Regions from separate parts of the Macaca mulatta genome. Here region 1 is linked to region 2. Evidence: chromatin contacts called from public Hi-C data. All regions are on one chromosome and are shown on one strand. The core of a region is the stretch at or near the end of the contact, and the rest is flanking DNA. Distances in the headings are between cores, read along the strand shown.

Region 1 (5,118 bases), core at 2,008-4,507, 220 kb after region 2:
CAAAACAGCTTCTGAGAAATGCAAAACCTGAACACTCTTGAACAAGACACATCTGGTTCCTTGCAAGAAATGGGAATGTGTCTTACTGGTGAGTTCAAGTCCATATTCTTCTATTTACTCTGTTTGTGTGGATCTGGACAGGTTGCTTACAGAAGCCTCTCTGAGCCTCAGTTTCCTTATCCATGAAGTGGACCCAAGAATAGTGCCTGTCTTGTAGAATTAGGCTGAGGAGCAAATGAGACACTACAAGGACTGTGCTCAGCCAGGGCCCAGTGCCTGCCGAGTGCCCTGTCAAGGTTGGCCGTTGTCATCAGTGTCACCATCACTGCTGCCCTCTCTATGGCGGGCAGTGGTGAGGACTTGTGGCTATGTTTTCAAAGGGACCTTCTGTCCCAGTTCCCTTGGGTACCATCTCTCAATATTGCAGCTTCTCTGTGCATAGGAAACTCCCTAACTCAAGCCTTAAAGGACAGGCCTATGGAGGAGCATAATGAGAACTCATATGCAGTCCTAGGGTATCTCTGGGAGTCTTCTGGGAGTTTCCTTCTTCACACCTTGTATGTAAATATTAGGAGAGAAGGATGAGGGAGTCAGCTAGAGCTTAAATAGGAGAAATGTTGAGGACCAGTCCCACTGGTGGCAACCAGGAAGTATGTTTTTGCAGACCATCATGCCCAGTGCTGTGTTGCCACAAACACCCCCTGCTCCCGCAGGCCAAGGGACAGGAACCCAGAGCCCTGCACACCATGCAGGGGTAGGAAGATGTTTGCTCCAGCTTTGCCTTAAGGAGAGAGATGGATTCCTAGTGATGCCCCAGTGAGGCCAAGTTCTATCCCCTCCTCCCTCTGCTTCCCGTGTGGTTTCTTCAGCCTGGGCTGCCTTGCCCTCACCTCAGCCCTCATGTAGGTCATGTGGCCTACATCCCCGAGGGAGAAGTGAGACTATTCTTACAGCATAGGAAAGTTGACTAAGGGAATGATATTAAGAGACTGAACTGGAATCTTTTTTCTTTGGCTTCTCTTCTTTTCCTCCTAACACAAATGCACTGGACTTCTCGAACACATTCACAATCAGAAGTACACGTATGATGTGGTAAAGCCATTAACCTGGTGTCAAGTGTTATCAATTGGGTCATTAAATAAGACTCCTTAAGCATCGTCTAACTGCAAGCAGATGGTGCTGCACCTTTCAGAACTGGATGTCTAGAGCCAGAAGCATCCGTGCAGACTACTATTTGTGGTTTCCCTTGTAGCCTGCTTGGAAGGAATCACACCTGTGTGAGTCCTTTTGGGCTCCTATAACAGAATACCATAAACTGGGCAGCATATAAACAACAGAAATGTATTTATCATGGTTCTGCAGGCTGGGACGTCCATGATCAAGACACTTGCAGATCCAGTGCCTGGTGAGGATCAGCTTCCTGATTCATAGATGGCCATCTTCTTACTGTGTCCTCATCTGCAGAAAGGGGTGAGGCAGCTCCCTGTGGCCTCTTTATAAGGGCACTCACCCTGTTCATGAGGGTTTCACCCTCATGACCTGATCACCTCCCAAGGACCCCATCTCTTGATACCGTCACCCTGGGGGTTAGAATTTCAACATGAATTTGGCAAGTAAGAGTGCACAAACATTCAGACCATAGCAGTACTTGGCCAGGCTACCTCCTAATAATATGCCAAGCGAAATCAGATGGTGCAGGCGTGATAGAGCGGCACGAAGCTATTTGTGTCTTTCATAATTAGCATGTTTTGAAGGAAAACTTAGCCGTGATAGAGTTAGAAATTAGACTTTTCTGCTCAGCAAATTAGCTCTCAGATTGCATACCACATGAGTCCATTCCCCCACCCCCACCTTACTCCCACTTTCAAAGATGAATCAGATGGTTTACTCTGTTCTACTTTCCTCTTCAGAAAAGGGAAGCAGAATCCAAACCTAATTAAGACGGCGTTTCAGCTCTATAACTAAATTCATTCATAGCCCAACTGCACTGGGATACATGAGCTTCCTCTGGCCACCTCATATGGCAAACCTGGTTCAAATAGTTATCATTCATCATTTAGTCCCGAGTTTAAGTTTCTAGAAAAATTTTTAAAAATTAACTCTGCTCTTCTCGTGTTTGCTGGGGCCACAATGCTTCAGTCACTTTGATCAAGACAGCACGGAGGCCTCATACTAAAGCAAGCCTCTGAACATGCTCCTTATTAATTAACAGCTGCAGGCATTGGAATATTCTGTCCGAATGGTGTTAACAGCCTCATCCCTTTGGTGGTCAGAACTAGAAAGCAGAAAGATCCCAAGTGAAGCTCCTCTTTTGAGCTACCTGCTAGCTCCCACCCCTCCTGCAGGCTTTGGACTTACCTGCCCTGTCACTCACAGCTGTGTGACCCTAGACATTCAGAACCTCTCTGTGCCTCGTTCGCCCCATCTGTAACACGCTGGGTCACACAACTCTTTCACAGGGTGATTCCTAGAGATTCATGAATATTTGGAGATTCCTACTCTGTGCCAGGCACTGTGCTGGGCAGTAAGTAGGGAGACAAAGAGAAATAAATCTATGCTCCAAATCAGTGCTTCTCAATCAGGGGCTTTGCTCCCCCCAGGGGACATTTGCCAATAGCTGGAGATATTTTTGGTTGTCATGATGGGGGATAGAGGGTGCTACCAGGATCTGACAGGCAGGTGCCTGGGATGCTGCTGAACATCCTACAATGTCCAGAATAGCCCCATGCCTGGAATTACTCACTTTGTCATGTCAGTAGTGCTGAGGTTGAGGAACCCTGATCTAATAGACCAATCCAGATAGATACGCAGATAATTTCAGTGCAGTGTGGTAGGAGTTACGAGAATTAAATAAAATATTTCATGTACAGGGGCCAAGACTTGGTAGTTCTCAGTGAAAGGTCATGCCCTGCAGTCCTTCATTCAGTGACCTGTGTCTTCAAGGACTCATGTTGGTAGTAGATAGCCAGAGAAAGAAGACAGTCTTTGCGTTCACTACACAAGGGAGGTGCTACTCCAGGTGCCCTACATCTGGCTTGCGTGATCCAGTCCTGACTCTAGGTTCCAGCTCTGTGAAAATCCCTGCCCATCTACAGGTTACCAGGACCTTGGGGGCAGAGGGATCCCAGAATGAGAGCTGGAACTGCTGGAGGAGGAGGCAGCCTTCAGCAATGAGTATTCCTTTGCACTCACCCTTCCCTCTCATCTGAACACTCCCATCCCTCACTCGAGCTCTGCTGGCGAAAATGATGAATGAGTCACCAAGTGAATCACTGGGGAAAGCCCTCCCCAGGAGCTGTGGCTGAGAACCCACCCAGGCAACATAACTTCCTGGTTCCTTTCTTGCCTCTGCCCACAAAAGATTAAAAATAAAATGGGAAATAGTTAAGATGACTTGCTGCAGTAACTTTTATACTTTTATAATAAGAAAGTGAAAATGTTTAAAGAAGCCAAACTAGTAGGCTACCCGAATTAGGTCGAGCACGATGAAGACTCTCTTCTGTTGCGTTGGCATCAGGCTCATTCAGAACCGACTGCTTCAAGCAAGTCATTTTCCCAAAGAGGCAGAGGCAGGGTGGAAAGAAAACGTGAGCCTAAATAGAAATATCCAGGGCCTTAAGAAATCACTCACCCTCTCTGAGCATCTCGAAGTTTCCTGGCTTTCAAAATGGATTTGATGGCACCTCGTACCATTGTTTGGAGGGTAAAGGAGTTCAGGCATGTGAAGGGACTTCGAAAGTTAAAAGGAGTTCAGGCGTGTGAAGGGACTTTGAAAGTTAAACAGCCTTGTACAATTATTGCTAAATGTTGGGGATAGGATAATAGTATTGTAGCTTTGTTTTCATCTTTCAAAAACACGTCTTGAAATAGTTATGGAGGGTCGGGTGCGGTGGCTCATGCCTGTAATCCCAGCACTTTGGGAAGCCGAGGTGGGCAGATCACCTGAGGTTAGGAGCTCAAGACCAGCCTGGCCAACATGGAGAAACCCCATCTCTACTAATGATACAAAAATTAGCCAGGCGGGGGATGGTGCATGACTGTAATCCAAGCTACTCAGGAGGCTGAGGCAGGAGAATTGCTTGAACCCCAGGAGGTGGAAGTTGCAGTGAGCCAAGATCAGGCCACTACACTCCAATCTGGGTGACAGAGCAAGACTCTGTCTCAAAAAAAAAAACACAAAGGTTATGGAGGAAATGATGTTCGGGATTTGCTTTGACATAAGGGTGGAGGAGTGGGAGGGGGCAGAGATGGAACCTTGACCATGAGTTGATGATGGTTGTGACTAGTGAGAGGTATTTGTGCCTTCGTTCTTCTAGTCTATTCTCTCTACTTTTATATTTGAAATTTCCACCATTTAAAAACATCTGTTAGATATTTTAGGTATACTGAACTATATACTTAAAAATGGTTAAGATAGTAAATTTTATGTTACAGACATTTTATCACAATTAAATATATATATACACATCCATCTTTTAAAGTCAGTAATTGAGATCAGCAATATGTATGAGGCACAAGGAACACAGAAAAGCAATCATGTGAGAGGGAAAAAGAGAAAACCTTTTGCTCCCTTTTCTGGGAATTTGTTAAGTACAACCATTGAAAGAAGCAGGACTCTTCCTGGCTGGAGGACTAGAGAGTGAGCAGGGAGCTTTGGCCAGGACATTGGAAATGCCGTCCTGGGACCAGGTGACCTGAGATGGTTGAGGAGCAGTCAGGTGCTACACACATGCCAGGCCTGTGCCTGCCCGGGAGCATGAGAATGAAGACAGGTTGCCCAAGCCTGGAGAGGCCCACTGTCCGCAGGGCAGGCATTCAGAGAGCACACCAGCACACCATCCTCGCGTTTGGCTACGAGAAAGGCAGATGAAGATACAGGACAGTGTGGAGGGCTCTGCGTGCTGGGCTGTTGTTTGGACTTAGATGAAATGGGAGCTATAATCACTTCCCTTTTTGCCTTTTAAAAAATATATGTAAGGGGAAAAAAATACATGTCAAAAATGGAGTCATTTGAAGCTAAGTGTCACCCATCTTGGAATAATTGTCCTCCAGCACTAAATTTTACAAAGTGATTGGTGGCACAGAGCACTCTTACTGATGGACAACACTGGCCTGGCA
Region 2 (5,270 bases), core at 960-3,459:
GTTGTCTCATCTGTAAAACAAGGCTAATAGCAGTATCCGGTTTAGAGGATTGTTGTGAGGCTTACATTGTAAATGCGGTTGAAGCACTGAGAATGGTGTCTGGCCATAATAAGCACACAGTAAACATTAGCTTTTTTTAGTACAAAGAACGTAAATAAGAGTTGAAGACTATAATGCACTCTGCACATTTCATTAGCAATGGGGTCACCATTTATAGACAAGTAAAGTCTCAGCTCAGCTTTGCAGCTTATCATCACAGAGGCAGGGAACAGAGCTAGCTTGTCAAGGGTCTTCTCAGGAGGAAGTGGGGAGGTACCCCATGATGCAAAGTGATGGGGAGGGAAAGAGGGGACATAAAGATTCTGTAGAAAAGTTGGCTCCGAGTAATGGGAGGGTGTGGGGAAGAAAGGAGGGGGCAGTAAGGATTCTCATTATAGGACTGGCTGGGAATGGTGTGGCCAGTGATTCAGGAAGTGGGGAAAATGGGAAGAGACTTCTGTGGAGGGCGCCAATTCAGATAGGACGTGGCCTAGACAAGGTGGGGGCATCTCAAAGCGACACCAAACCTGGGTGAGATCATGTCTGGAGCCACAGAAGGATGAAGCAGTTTATATTTAAATGCCATGGCAAAACAACACCTCCACCATTACACCCTCTATTCCCATTCAAGTTCTTCGGGAGAAAAGGAAAAATATGGTAGGGTTCATTGCTATTCAGTTTTGAAGTTGAGCCTGCATTTAGACACAGGAGCCTGGGAGAGTGGGTCATTTTCTTTGACACAATTATTAAGGAAAACATTTTAAATGATTCCTTGAGTCCCCCAGTGGCCCAGGTGGAAGGTGCTGTTTCCTGGTACCTGTCCAGTCCTCTGAGCTTTTCTCTCAGCTTCCAAACGCTGCAGTTGACAACTAGCAGATCCTATTGGTAGTGCCCTGTGGCCCACACTCCTTGGTAACGGTGAGAGTGGGGAGTAATTAGGAGCGGCTGCCATGGGTCAGGCATTCAGGTCAAGGCCGAGGATGGTGGCCAGGGCCACAGAGCCAGGGGAGGGTGGGGACCCAGCAGGCCTGTGGCTGGCCGCTTTCTGCGCGCTCGAGCCACTGGGCCCTGGGCGGATGGAGGGCCGGACAAGGCCCTCTGCTGGGGCCGCGGCGATCTTGCAGCGCCTGGACACTGAGGCTGGGGCACCAACAGTCCGTGGGGCTCCCGACGTATTCCTCTAACTTCCCCTTTCTCTCTTTTCGGTCTGGGGCCTTTTCAACACCCTCTGTGGTCGGGGAGAGCTGGCGCAGAAACCGGCAGGCGGCAGAAGCCTCAAGCAGCTCTGACCTCTGGCACCTCCCCAAGGCCCAGAGCATAACATCTGTCCCCAGAAATCCCCAGGCGGAGAAGAGCGCGCGCCAAACCCTTCCTGGGTAGTCAGTATTCTCCATTCCTGGGAAGAGCCTGCCCTCTGAGGCTTGGGCACCGGGGTTCCCAAGCGCCGGGTCCGAGCCCCGCGGGGGCGCCTCCGAACCCCATCTCCGCGCCCGGCGCAGAGCCGCCAGTCTCCGCCGCGGGGCCCCATGACCCGCAGCGCCACCTAGGGGCCGGGCGCCGCCTCCCTCCCTCAGGGGCACCCCCCGTACTCCGCAAGGACTCCCGGTCTCCCCAGTTCTCCCGGCAGCCGGACCCTCCCCGCCTCGGCCGCCGGGCCGCCCTCCGCGTCCCAAGCCCGCCTCCCGTCCCTCCCCGGGGGCGCACCGGCAGCGGGGAGCGGCGCGGCGAGGGCGCGCAGCGGCGGCCCAGGCCCAGGCCTCCGGGCTGGGGCTGGGGCTGGGGCTGGGGTTGAGGGGGTGAGAGCAGGCGCGGCCGGCGGGCGAGGGGAAGCGGACGATGGCAGCGGCGGGCGGTCGCGGGAGGCGAGGCGGCGGCGGCGGGCGGCGCGAGGAGCCCCTGTGATTGGCACAGCCGGAGCCGGAGGAGGAGGCGAGGGGAGGGCGGAGGCGGGGGAGGAGGAGGAGGAAGGGGCGAGCGCGGCGGCGGCGGCGGCGGTGAGGAGCTGTGCTTTCCACCTCTCCAGCCCCGGCAGGACGGGGGCAGCAGCCGCGAGCCCGGGGCGGGGACAGCACGCAGCCTCGAGGCGCGCACCCCCACCCGGCAGCGGCCCCGACACCCGGGGCGAGCGGGAAAGCGGCAGCGGCGGCGGCGGCGGCGGCGGCGGCGGCGGGGGAAGGATGCAGGGGAAGAAGCCGGGCGGCTCGTCGGGCGGCGGCCGGAGCGGCGAGCTGCAGGGGGACGAGGCGCAGAGGAACAAGAAAAAGAAAAAGAAGGTGTCCTGCTTTTCCAACATCAAGATATTCCTGGTGTCCGAGTGCGCCCTGATGCTGGCGCAGGGCACGGTGGGCGCCTACCTGGTGAGTCCCTGAGCCAACTCCGCCGTGGGCCCCTTCCCCAGCCCGGCTCCCGAACGGCCGCCTGGCACGAGGAGGGGGCCGCCCGGCGCTGGGGGCAGGCGGGCATGACCTCGGTCCGGCGTGGAGGTTGGCGAGTGGTGCAGAGGCGGCCGCCGGGGGAGCTGCCGGCCGGGGCTGCCAGCGAGCGGGTAGCGGGCGGGACCGTTGATGCCGGTAGCAGCTCGCGCGCGCCCTGCTGGGGCTGGGGGTGCTGGAGGACGAGAGGCGGCGGGCAGGTGGGCGTAAAACTATTCCTCTCACCCGCTTAAGAGCCGAGCGAGACGGTGACTTCAGGGCTCTCCTTGGAGAGGAAAGCAATCGGGGTTTGCAGGTGACCCGCACATGGGAAGAAAAACCAGTTAGCATCCTGCGTCCTCTACTCTCCATTGCATCCTCCTCGAGAACAAATCTATTATGCATCATTTTCTCCGGGCGCTTTCTACATCCGCCAATTACAGGGGGATATAACAGCTTAGAGTAAAATGCTCCCTAGTGTGGCCCTGACCTGAGTCGGGGCTGCAGGGGGATTATTCCCACTCGGCATCCCTATAGCCCTCTTTCAGCGTCTGCGATAAAGTTACGGTACCTAGAGAGCAGCTGCGAGTTTGTGTAGTTCCTGCTATCCACTCTTAGTGCTAAATTCCCCATCGTGGTCTGTCGCCCACAGAAGGTTGCACCATTTTGCACAATGAATATGTATTTTATTTGCCTCCAGAAAGGGGATGTTAATGCTCAGAGGGCCCATGGGTGCATAACATTTCAGAGGAAACAGCTTGTAATGACTCAGCACTGTCAGGTACTTACTTTGTCGCTTTTGCCTCCCCTCCTCAGGTGGTCCCAACTTGAGTTCCAGAGAGCGTGCTTCCACACCTGAGTACAGTCCTGTCTAAACGGGAAAAAATTTTTTAGAGTTTATAGTGTTAAATCATTACTTGGCTATTGACCCGCAACTGGAATCAAATGTCATAGACTTTGAGTATTCCTGAGCAAGTTTGATGGAGATAGAATTGGACAAGATTTTGGCCATTGAATAACCACATCTAGAGATAGAACCACGCGTATCCTGATGCTATGATTAATCCCTCATTCCTGGCCTTGGGGTAAAGTTAATGAGGGCCAGACGCTGGGGGTTCTATACCATTCATAAACTATCTCTTAAGGCTCAGGGCTCACTGTTAAGGGGAAATACAAACAGTGCTTGGTCTCCGGTGTTAAGTAAGTTAGGTGGTTGTGAGAGAGAAGGTCTTCAAACTCAGCTCTGTTCCTGGGGTGACAATTTTAGGGCTTTTGAAAATCAAATACATTTCTGTTGCTCCTTCTGAGACGAAAAGCGTTTACGTCCCGGTCTCTGTCTTGTGCATTTGTAACTTGTAGACTGCAAGTGAACCCTGTAGTCAAAAGCACACCTTGTTTTCTGTTCTATAAAATAACACTTATTGTGCCTATAGTTATAATATGCAGTTGCAGACAGTACATATTGGCCCTTGGAATTTGAGGGATAGGGGATAATTGTGTTTTGGGAGTCAGTTTATCAGCCTTTCCTTAGGGGGAATTTGACTGTTAAAATATTTAAGTACATGTATTACAGAGATGCAAATACACATTAATAAAATATATGTGGGTCTGTACTGTGACATATGCAAAGTACATAATACCTAACCGGGTCTATGTTTAAAAGGAGGTAATTAGTATATCAACAGCTGCCTCCAGTTTAACGGTTTGTTTGCCTCAAACCAGTTTTGATCAGTAGAGTGCATTATTCATGTGTGGCAAACACCAACAGAACTTTTCACCCCAGGAATGATAAAAAGACGGGCTTACTATTTTTCGGTTGCAATGATCTAAGGATTTGACAAAGAAATGAAGCCGGTCTGCAACTAGATGAATGACCTAGCTCCTTTAGAAAGTTAAGAAGCCGAGTACTCCTGGAGTGGTGGACTTCTGAAGGCAGGGCTGGCCCCAGGAGATAGGAGGTTGACTTTAATCCCAGAACAGGGGAATGACAGGCAGAGGAGGAATTTGGTCCACCTGGTGGTGGCATCCTGGCACTTCTAGCCTTAGCTGATGGAAAGCCTGGTTGGGTGGGGTAGGGTAACAGGAGTCAACAGGTGACGCAGAAAGCAGCTGGAGGCCCAGGAGAGGACAGGCCTAGGAAATTGAATTCATTTTGATTACTAGGAGTGGAGGCATAAGGCTCTAAGGGCTCTGCTTTGCCCGGCTGCCCTCGTCTTTGCCTTGCCATCGGAGCCTCATGAAAATAAATAGTTGGCTTGTCAGGGTTGACTGACTCAGCTTGCTGTGGGCTTTGCTCTTCTGGGCCACTTCAGAGTTTTCTCTTCATCTGTTATTTGGGAGATGGGGAAAAAAAGTTTGCTTCTTCAGCCATGCGAGACTTCTCTGTGGATAATTGGAGAATGAAATATTGCAGGCTGTTTGCAGGAAAGGCAGATTTCTTCCTTTTAATTCATCATGGCTTTCTTAGGAAACCTGAGACCCTGTAGGGGACCACAGGGCAGGGTCCACGTGCTAAGTGTGCGTTATGTGTGATCTTTACATTGGCAATCAGCCTGCCCCTCTAATGAGGCATTTCCAGATACCTGAGGAAGGGCTTGCCTTGGGACAGTGCCAGCAATGCTCCCTTTCACAGAGAGGAGAGTGATAACAAATTCTATGCCAACGACATTATTTCCTATTAGATTCCCAGAGTCCACCTTCTTATTTCATCTCCCAAGGTGCCTTAAAATTTTGCAGTTTCATTTGCTTATTTTTTCTGAAAAGACAAATTTCCCAGTGTCCTGAATGACACTAGTGTAGGCTTCCCAACTGCAGAACTGA

Evidence for each region. Hi-C and Micro-C count contacts between places; a contact is called where the count stands out from the background.
Region 1: a contact with region 2 is called in a Hi-C map of blood, with 4 times the contacts expected there. The contact joins the enhancer-like site here to the promoter of SLCO3A1 in region 2. A contact is called at or near these places in 7 of 14 Hi-C or Micro-C datasets (CD4 T cells, blood, fetal cortex germinal zone and 3 more).

The regions. Positions count from the first base shown.
Region 1 is chr7:82,188,209-82,193,326 of T2T-MMU8v2.0, forward strand. All of the region lies in intron 2 of SLCO3A1 (solute carrier organic anion transporter family member 3A1), which reads left to right. Among named protein-coding and RNA genes, the nearest start is that of SLCO3A1, 220 kb to the left of the region's middle. Within about 2 kb of position 3,258, at least 14 of the 40 cell types and tissues checked have an H3K27ac peak or open chromatin away from gene starts, as enhancers often do. A contact at or near this core is called in blood, where this site is marked.
Region 2 is chr7:81,968,540-81,973,809 of T2T-MMU8v2.0, forward strand. SLCO3A1 (solute carrier organic anion transporter family member 3A1) reads left to right here and starts at 2,210. Exons shown (of 11, transcript NM_001261477.1): 1 at 2,210-2,396. The coding sequence starts at 2,217. It also overlaps the pseudogene LOC100427722.